Regions from separate parts of the Mus musculus genome. Here all the other regions are linked to region 3. A link is a contact called in public HiChIP or PLAC-seq and promoter capture Hi-C data. All regions are on one chromosome and are shown on one strand. Each heading gives the region's core, a stretch centred on a gene start, on an enhancer-like site or on the middle of the called end of the contact. The rest is flanking DNA. Distances are from core to core; before and after follow the strand shown.

Evidence for each region. Promoter capture Hi-C pulls out the DNA fragments that hold promoters and counts their contacts. HiChIP or PLAC-seq counts read pairs in DNA pulled down with a chosen protein or histone mark.
Region 1: a contact with region 3 is called in a promoter capture Hi-C map of embryonic stem cells, with 3 times the contacts expected there. The contact joins the promoter of Rab4a here to the promoter of Gnpat in region 3. A contact is called at or near these places in 2 of 39 promoter capture datasets (embryonic stem cells and liver).
Region 2: a contact with region 3 is called in a FOXA1 HiChIP or PLAC-seq map of pancreatic cancer cells. The contact joins the promoter of Tarbp1 here to the promoter of Gnpat in region 3. A contact is called at or near these places in 2 of 39 promoter capture datasets (liver and pre-B cells) and 1 of 115 datasets of contacts at active chromatin or transcription factors (pancreatic cancer cells).

What each region holds. Positions count from the first base shown.
Region 1 is chr8:123,804,705-123,807,404 of GRCm38.p6, forward strand. Rab4a (RAB4A, member RAS oncogene family) reads left to right here and starts at 1,292. Exons shown (of 8, transcript NM_009003.3): 1 at 1,292-1,462. The coding sequence starts at 1,432.
Region 2 is chr8:126,473,691-126,476,390 of GRCm38.p6, forward strand. Tarbp1 (TAR RNA binding protein 1) reads right to left here and starts at 1,375. Exons shown (of 30, transcript NM_001159907.1): 1 at 565-1,375. The coding sequence starts at 1,375. It also overlaps the pseudogene Gm6091.
Region 3 is chr8:124,861,665-124,864,364 of GRCm38.p6, forward strand. It overlaps Gnpat (glyceronephosphate O-acyltransferase), which reads left to right and starts at 1,369. Exons shown (of 16, transcript NM_010322.3): 1 at 1,369-1,648. The coding sequence starts at 1,574. 2810004N23Rik (RIKEN cDNA 2810004N23 gene) reads right to left here and starts at 1,365. Exons shown (of 7, transcript NM_025615.2): 1 at 1,221-1,365. The coding sequence starts at 1,308.

The DNA of each region.
Region 1 (2,700 bases), core at 42-2,541, 1.1 Mb before region 3:
CTTTGAATGTAATCGTGTTTGTGGGTGACTCAGAACATTACAGATTTGCATCTGGGAAAGAAAGCTGAGCTCAAAGGTCGCACACTCTCAGGCCTTCAGCGCAGTTCCTTCCTATTTTAACATTCTTTCTTTTTTTTTTTTCCTTTTGTTTTTTTTTTTTGGAGACAGGCTAGATCAGGCTAGCCTCGAACTCACAGAGGTCCACCTGCCTCTGCCTCCCCAGTGCTGGGATCAAAGACTTGCACTACCACTGCTGGGCTATTTTCACATTCGTATATGAAATATCTCTATATCAAATGAATTATTCAGGCAGTCACTCCTGTTATTTTAAAATATATTTACTTATATATTTTTTTGAGTTGTGTCTCTATCATCTTTGTTTTCCCTCCTTGCTGTGTAGCCCAGATAGGCCTTCAACTTGAAACAACCCTGCCTATGCCTCCTGAATGCTGGGATTATAGGCAAGCGACACGATGGTAGACAATCTCAACAGCAAACTTTGCATGCTGTGCCAGCAAGAGACTTCAACAAGATTACGGGATGGGGGCGGGGGCTTCTTTCCCTTCCCACATCTCCTTAATTTTCTGTCATAAAGCACAATAATGAAATATTAGGACAGGCAGCACGGAGGCAGGAGAGAATGTCTGACCCGTGGTAGAGCCTGACAGCGGAGGTTAAAGGTACACGGTAGGCTTCCCACAGCCCAGGCATCTGCTGCTGTGAAGAAGGCAGGATCTTACTTAGGCCCCGGTTTGCTCAGGTGGGTCAAACTCCCGACCCCAATTTGCCTTTCAATAAATGTCCCAACCCTTTTCCTCGGAGGAAGGGGTAGGTTCTGACCTGTATTGCTTCATTAACCGAACACACCTTCGAAATTAGCCTGCAGTAAGAGCCAAGCAGCACTGCTCTGCCCACTAACGTGGTGAGCAGGAGAGTTCTGGTGACCAAACACACCTGCGTGGCTTTCTGCTAGTGAACCCCCTTTCTGTCAAAACAAGCCCTCGGGCGGCCTCCTGTCCACCCTAGCCTGGCAGGTCACTCTTAAGAAAGGCTGAGTCTGTACTGCTAAGCCATCTGGGAGGATCTACGGGCGCAGGCGCCCCCTCCCTAGTCCCGCCCTCCCTCCTTCCTGGTCCCCTCCTTCATCCTCCTTTGCCTTCACCTCCTCCTCCAACTAGGAGCCTCCAACCATTTCTCTTGCCCTCCCTCCTCCCCTTCCCCAGCCCCGCTCCTCCTTCCTCCTGCGACCCCGCCCCTCCCCCTGCTCCGCCGGGCTCCTTCGCCGGGCGGCGGTGCGCAGACGCGGAGCCGAGTCCCGCTGGGCCGCAGCCGGTGGCCGGCTCGCCGTGGGCCCGTTCCCGGCTCTCCACGCTCGGTTCCTCTCGCTCTGCGGAGACTGGAGGACGGACCCCGCGGAGCTGTGGCGGCAGAATGGCGCAGACCGCCATGTCCGAGACTTACGGTAAGACGCGCGGGTTTGCGTACGTGTTTAGAGGGGCAGGCCTTGGGGTCCCGGAATGTTGGGGGCCGGGGTCAGGGTCTCCAGAGCCGGTGTCTAGAATATCGAGATATCCTGCAAACCTCGCGGTGTCAGGAACCAGGCAGAGATATTTAGAGTCTTGGGTGGTTTAGGGTTGGCTTGGGATCCTAGTAATGTCAGCAGCTGGGATCCTGAGAATCTGGGTGTTAGGAGCCAGGTGGAGACACTGAGAATCCTAAAGTGTCAGCGGCTGGGAGGGATCCTGATATTCTTGGGGTGTCAAGGTCGAGCTGGAACTTGAGAATGTCTGGGTGTTTCAGGCTAGGCTGGAATCTTGAGGCTCTAGGGGTATCAGGCGCTGGTCTGGACTCTCTGGCCAGCAGGTGCCCCCTGCTGTGATTCTACCAAGTTCCCTCCCGCTTTGACCCTGGTTTCACTCTACATTTTCCTCCTTGGATTGTTTAAATCTCTCAGGGTTGCAGGAGCCAATTTGTCGTCGATTCTTGTCCTCCTCCCTGCAGCACCAACCGCAGGGATGAAGGCTCAGGGCCACGCCTGCGTTTTGTGTCTCTAGGGGCAGGGTTGTGGGCCTCGGGAGGGTGGGGTGGGGGTGTTGGAATTCCTTTCTTTGCATTGAGATTATAATGAGTTTTAAGTGGATGAATGCTGTCTCTTTTCTGTAGACCCCTGGCCTCGTGTATTTTCCCTCCCTCCCTCTCTCCTCCCGTCCTCCCCTCCAGATATGGTTGCATTATATTACCTTTATAAATACAAATATATGGTCCTCTGATGACCACAGGCCTTGGATATGGAGACATGATTTTTTCATCTTTTTTTCTCCTGCAGCACCCAGCCATTCTCAATGCACGTGCTGGGTGCTCCCCCTCCCCCAGTCGAGGCAAGAATAAACAACCACTACTATGTATGGTTGGCCTGTGCCTGCCAGTCCCTCACGAGACTTGAAACTTTGACGTGGTCTGTGCTCGTCGTCCGAAGGAGGGACTCGCACGGAAAAGCATGACGATCTGTCAGGTTATCTGCAGTTTGTGCCCCTGCTTCCTTCCTGCCACAGGGTGGGGCCAGGGTCTGGCCTGGAAGGCTCTACTCGGTGTACGAGTGCCATGGAAACTTCCCCAAGAGTTTGCGGTCCAACGAGGAGTGGATTTTTAAATTCAGCTGTGACCTTAATGGATAAACAATTAAAAACCAGGCAGCAGGTT
Region 2 (2,700 bases), core at 125-2,624, 1.6 Mb after region 3:
ATTAATATTTGATTCCGTACCTCGAGTTTCAAACATTAACTTGGGTTACACAGCACCCTTCTTTCAGTTTGATACGGATGTCAACTTTTTTTCTATCAGGATGTAAAGGCGTGGAGCAGGCTTGGTTTTACACAGAGCATGCTACCGCGTGTGCGATATCTTAACCTTCACTGGGTCCACTTTTCCCAAAGTGCAGGAGGAGGCCGGTGTAGGGTACCACATGCAAGTGTCAAATCCGCTCAGGATGAGGTGGACGCCCCTTGAAGGCTGGTTTGAGGTAGCAGAGTGTGGCTGGGGCAAAGAGATAAGTAGGTGCCAGTCTGGAGAGATGGTTCAGGGGTTAAGAGCACTTGATGTTCTTCTAGAGGACTGGAGTTTGACTCCCAACACACACATCAGGTAGTTCACAATTGCCTTTAACTCCAGCTCAAGGGGATTTGATGCCCTCCCAAGCATACGCACGTGATGCACATAAACTTACACAGGCACGCGCGCGCGCGCGCACACACACACACACACACACACACACACACAATTTTGTTTTTTAGAGAGACAAGTGGGTACCTTTTGTGTCCTGGGGGCTGCAGGAGCAGTCCACCGCCAGCTCTGCAGACACCTGTACAGCCCTCTGCAGCAGGTAGCGCGCGCGCTTTCGCGTGAGCCCGTCCTGCGCGCGGCCCAGCCCCGCCTGGACGGTTCTCCAGAAGCGGCCGCAGAGACGGGCGTCGAGATCCCCGTGGCGCTCATGGTTGGTCAGCAGCTTCTCGGCCAGTGCGCTCAGCACCAGCAGTTCTGGCCCAGTGCTGCCCTCAGCTCCCGGTCCCGCGGAGCTCAGCGCGTCCCACGCCGCACGCAGAGCCGGTTCTGCGCTCTGTGCCAGCGCGGGCAGCAGGCGCGCTCCCACGGCCGGCGGCGCGTCCCCGGCCAGCGCCAGCTCCACAGACGCGCGCCCCAGGCGACGCAGCAGCGGGGCATCCTCCGGCGCGCGTAAACACGGCGCCACGGCGGCCAGCAGCTCCACGGCTGGCGCGCTCGGCAGCTCGCGCAGCGCTTCTTCGGCCAGAGTGACTGCCAGCTCCGGTCCTGCCAGGCGCGCGCACGAGCGCAGCGCCGCACTCGCCGCTCGGAGCACGCGGGGCCTCGCAGGCCCTCCGCCCTGGGACGCGTGCAGTAAGGGCACCAGGTGGTCCCTGGCCACCTCGTGTGCCGCCTTGGCCAGCGCGCCGGCGCCCGCGCCGCGCTCCTCCAGCCGCTGCAGCACCAGGCGCAGGGTCTCCGCCCGCTCCGCACTCGCCTCCCCGCCGCACAGCGCGCCCAGCAACTCGCCGGGCTCCCGACTCTGCGTTAGAAGCGCGTCCGCCAACACCCGCTCCATTTCGCGGGGAGTAGACCTGTGCGCGTGCGCCGGCCACCCTAAGCGCGAGTGCGCGTGCGCGGCGAGAGGTTCCCACCCACACATACCCTGCCCGGCATAGGACCGCATAAGGTTCCTTCAACTTTGTTGGGAGTGTGATGCCTCCTGCCACTCACAGTTTTTAGTAAAAAGAGTTGCTGCAGACATAGTATTACACCAGTTCCGAAGTTCCCGATTGGAAATAGGCCTAGGGCCTAAATTTTCTAGCTGGCCCTAAATTCACATAGATATCCTGCAATCCCCCCAGATGGCTGCTTTTTAAAAGGGTGCATGTTAAGAGTTACCACAAAGTCTCTAAAACAATGGATCACAAATGAAATCTGGATTTATGTTTTGAAAATAAGTTATGAGAGCTGAGAAGATTGGTCAGTAGGAAAAGGGCATGTTATGAAAGCATGAACATCTGAGTTAGGATCCCATGGAGAGGTAACTACCATCCTGCGTGGTGGAGACACATCTCCCCGCCGCCCCCCCCCTCCCCGACTCCCCCGAGTCGCTGATGAGCCAGTATGGCTGAGATCAGTTCCAGGTCCAGTGAGAGAGCCTGACTCTTTTTTTTTTTTCATTAGTAGTAAACTTTAATATTGTTCACTTTGCACAAGAAAAGTGGCTCACTAAGAGCTGGGGTTCTGAGGAGAGAATGTTTAGGCATAAATGGGGGAGCTGTGAGAGGCCTGGAGCCTTGGTGAGGGTGGGGCTCTGAGACTGAAACCCAGCCACCAACAAGGAAGAAACTAGCCCCACCAGTGTCACAATGGTGGACAGCTCTGTCCTCACCTTTGGCTGAACGCGGGACCCCTAGCCACCAGGCAGGGTCTGGGCTCCAGCCTGCATTGAGGCATCTTGGCAATCAAGAAGGGAACTGAAAACGGCTTCAGCGAGTGGACGATGGATGAGCCCGTTCAAGGCACAGTGTCCATTAGGAATGATAGGCCCGCGCTCCCCCTGCTCTCTGAGAGTCCAACCTGGGTAGGAGCTGGCAGGCCCCAGGTCCCCTCAGTTGGCAGAGTTGTATTGTAGGACTTGCTGAGAGGCAAAGAGCTTCTTGACAGCCAAGGCCTCTCCCGGCTGCCCCAGCACCAGACAGTTCTCTTTGTTGTCTGACCCAGCAGCCTGGGCTGAAGACTTCTTAAAGTAGCACAGGCGGCACACGGAGTGATACTTGTCGGCTCCGCCAATCACCTCCACCTCTTTCTCCAGACCCAGCCTCTTCGTGTAGGCAGCTTCTCGGAAGCACTCCATGCACACAGCGGTGAGCTTCACCACACTCTCCGCCAGGGGCACCA
Region 3 (2,700 bases), core at 119-2,618:
ACGTCATAGTTCCCAGGACCATGTTAAAAGCATTTGCCTCTATACTAGCATGTCTTTTTACCACACTGCAGGGTTACAGGTACATGTCCGGGTTCTTCTTGTTTTCCTTCGGTTTTGGATTTAAAGGGAATCCAGCTAAACTTTAATTGCTTTAATTTGAATACCTTTACTTTCTACTCTATTTCTCATCTTCAGTTTGTTTCTTCTGCTCAGACTCTCAACAGTGATCTGAAATTTCAATCAGGCGTCTAAGCCTCAGTACTGACCTACAGTATGGGCCCAGGAGCTTTCTGAATACTAGCTGTGTACTTGTGGCCAATGTAACTCTGCCAGTATAGATATAAAAATGAATAGGTAAAGTCCAGGTAGCTGGGAAGTAACTACCGTAATGAATTCCTGCATGTGTGAATATCAACTGTATCTAGGATTTTAAAAATTAGTCTTAAAACTTGTGAAAGTCAGCCAGGTGGTGGTGGTGGCGGCGGCGCACGACTTTAATCCCAGCACTTGGGAGACAGAGGCAGGCGGATTTCTGAGTTCGAGGCCAGCCTGGTCTACAGAGTGAGTTCCAGGACAGCCAGGGCTACACAGAGAAACCCTGTCTTGAAAAACCAAAAAGAAAAAAAAAAAAAAAACCCAAACAAACAAACTTGTGAAAGTCGGAGGCCAAGTGTTGTCGGTGGACACAAAGAACCTAACACAGCGCAGAATGTGACATCAGGCCCTAGACCTTGAGACTCGAGCTCTTAAGGAGGACCTTTATGAAGATGTGTGTACATATATGGGTTGCTCTGACAGTTAATGAGGGAAACACACAAAAATGCATGTACATGTACACCTGGTACGTTCTTCCAAGTTCTCAGCTTGCTTTTGCTTTTTAATCGTGTAAGTGAGCTTGGAATTTTGAGCAACCGCTCCAAAATAAAAACAATACAGCGTTTGTTACGTGTCTGGTTCTAAAAGTCAGGCAATCAACGTGAGCTCTTCTGCCTGCCAGTGCCTGTCCTTCTGCGAGTGGCCTGCCTTTAGTAACCATCTCTGATTTTATTTTCCTGCACAGTGAGAAGGAGAGCAAAAGGTCGGCCAACAAGTGGGGGAGAAGGTCCCGGAGAGGGTAGCGCTTGCGGACATGGCTCCAGGAGACCACGTGGGCCGTGGTCCCGCCGCCTCGGGATGCGTTTCACTGTCTTTGGCCGCCTCCTCCCAGGAGCTACGCTCACCCAGGTCGTAGAGGGTCCGCAGAACGGCGTCCAGGAGTGCCTCCGAACCAGGAGGCTCAACGGAGTCCGAATCGTGCTCCGCCGCCATGGGAATCAGCACGGAGACCCCCCCAGATCCCGCCCAGTGCCCACCACTTCCGCTTCCGGCGCGGCTTCTGCGCGTGCGTCACGGTCCCTGCGCGGCCTCGGGCCTGGTTAAGATGGCGGTGCCCGGGGTCCCGTGCAGTGGCCGTACGGAGTGCCACTGTCCTGGGCAGACGGGAGCCGCCCCGTGCGAAAGAACCGCCCCCAGCGGCTGCACTACAGCCGTGTAGCAGACCAGCCCAGGCCCCGCCAGGGACGGCAGCCGCGCCATGGACGTTCCTAGCTCCTCCAGCTCCCGATTCTCGGTCGGCTCGGCCAGCCCTAGCAGTGTGCTCCTCTATGCGGTAGGCGCCTGGGAGGACCAAGGCCCAGGGCAACGTCGCGGGAAGGACAGTCCCTCCCCGATCCCTATGTCCCCAGCCCACGACCCTTGCTTGTCTTAAAGAGCGGGTCCTAACCCAGTTGGGTACGTGGCTTGGTATCCACGGCAACCATGTGTCTGCGCCTCGGTTAACGCGTCTGCTTTTACAAGTTTGTATCGATGGCGGTCCCTCTGTCCCTTCTCCCCGTCAGGCCGGGAGCCCCCGCACACAACATGAGGGGAGCATTAGAGTTCTGCCTGTTGAGTAGTAATCTTAGTCCTGACCTAGCCCGAGAAGACTTTTGGGTCTCCACCTCCCGCCTTCTCCCCAGCCCTCTACCTTAAGTATTCCTGAGAGAGAAAAATATTCGGCTACAATATGCGCGTAGAGTTTTTTTTTTTAACTCTTACTTGGAACCTCAGGAAATTACTGTCTTCTATTCGTTATGTTTGCACAAGTTTCTGAGTAGGATACCCATTGCCACTGTTTTCTGTCCAACTTACCTTCTACACTACCCCCTTCCGCCCCCCACTTCCTTCCTCTTCTAGTTTTAACTGGTGGTTTGCCCCGTTTGGTTTCCAACAGAGTGTTGGTCACTTACAATATTCACGAGCAATTATCAAGGTGGAGACTTCGTGTGCTTTCACTCCGTGGGTTTGCACAATTACGGGTGGGGTGGGGTGAGAATTTGCTTATTTTTATGTGTATGAGTGTACCTGCATGTGTGTATGTGCACCACGAGGTGTCTGGTGCATCAGAGGCCAGCTCTGGGAATTGAGTTACAGATTGTGAGCTGCCCCAATGTGGTTGCTGAAGGAATGACCCTTAACCCTTGTGCCATCTCTCCATCCTCGGGGGAGAGTTAAAAAAAATCTTAATTAATTATTTTTGAAACAAGATTTTCTTGGTTTGTTCTCTGGCTTTGGCACTAGCTGTGAAGCCCCAGGCTTTCTGGATCTTGCATTCCTCATGCCCTCACCTCCAGAGAGCTAGGATTATAGTCTACACCACCACTCTTGACAAAAGTGCCTTTC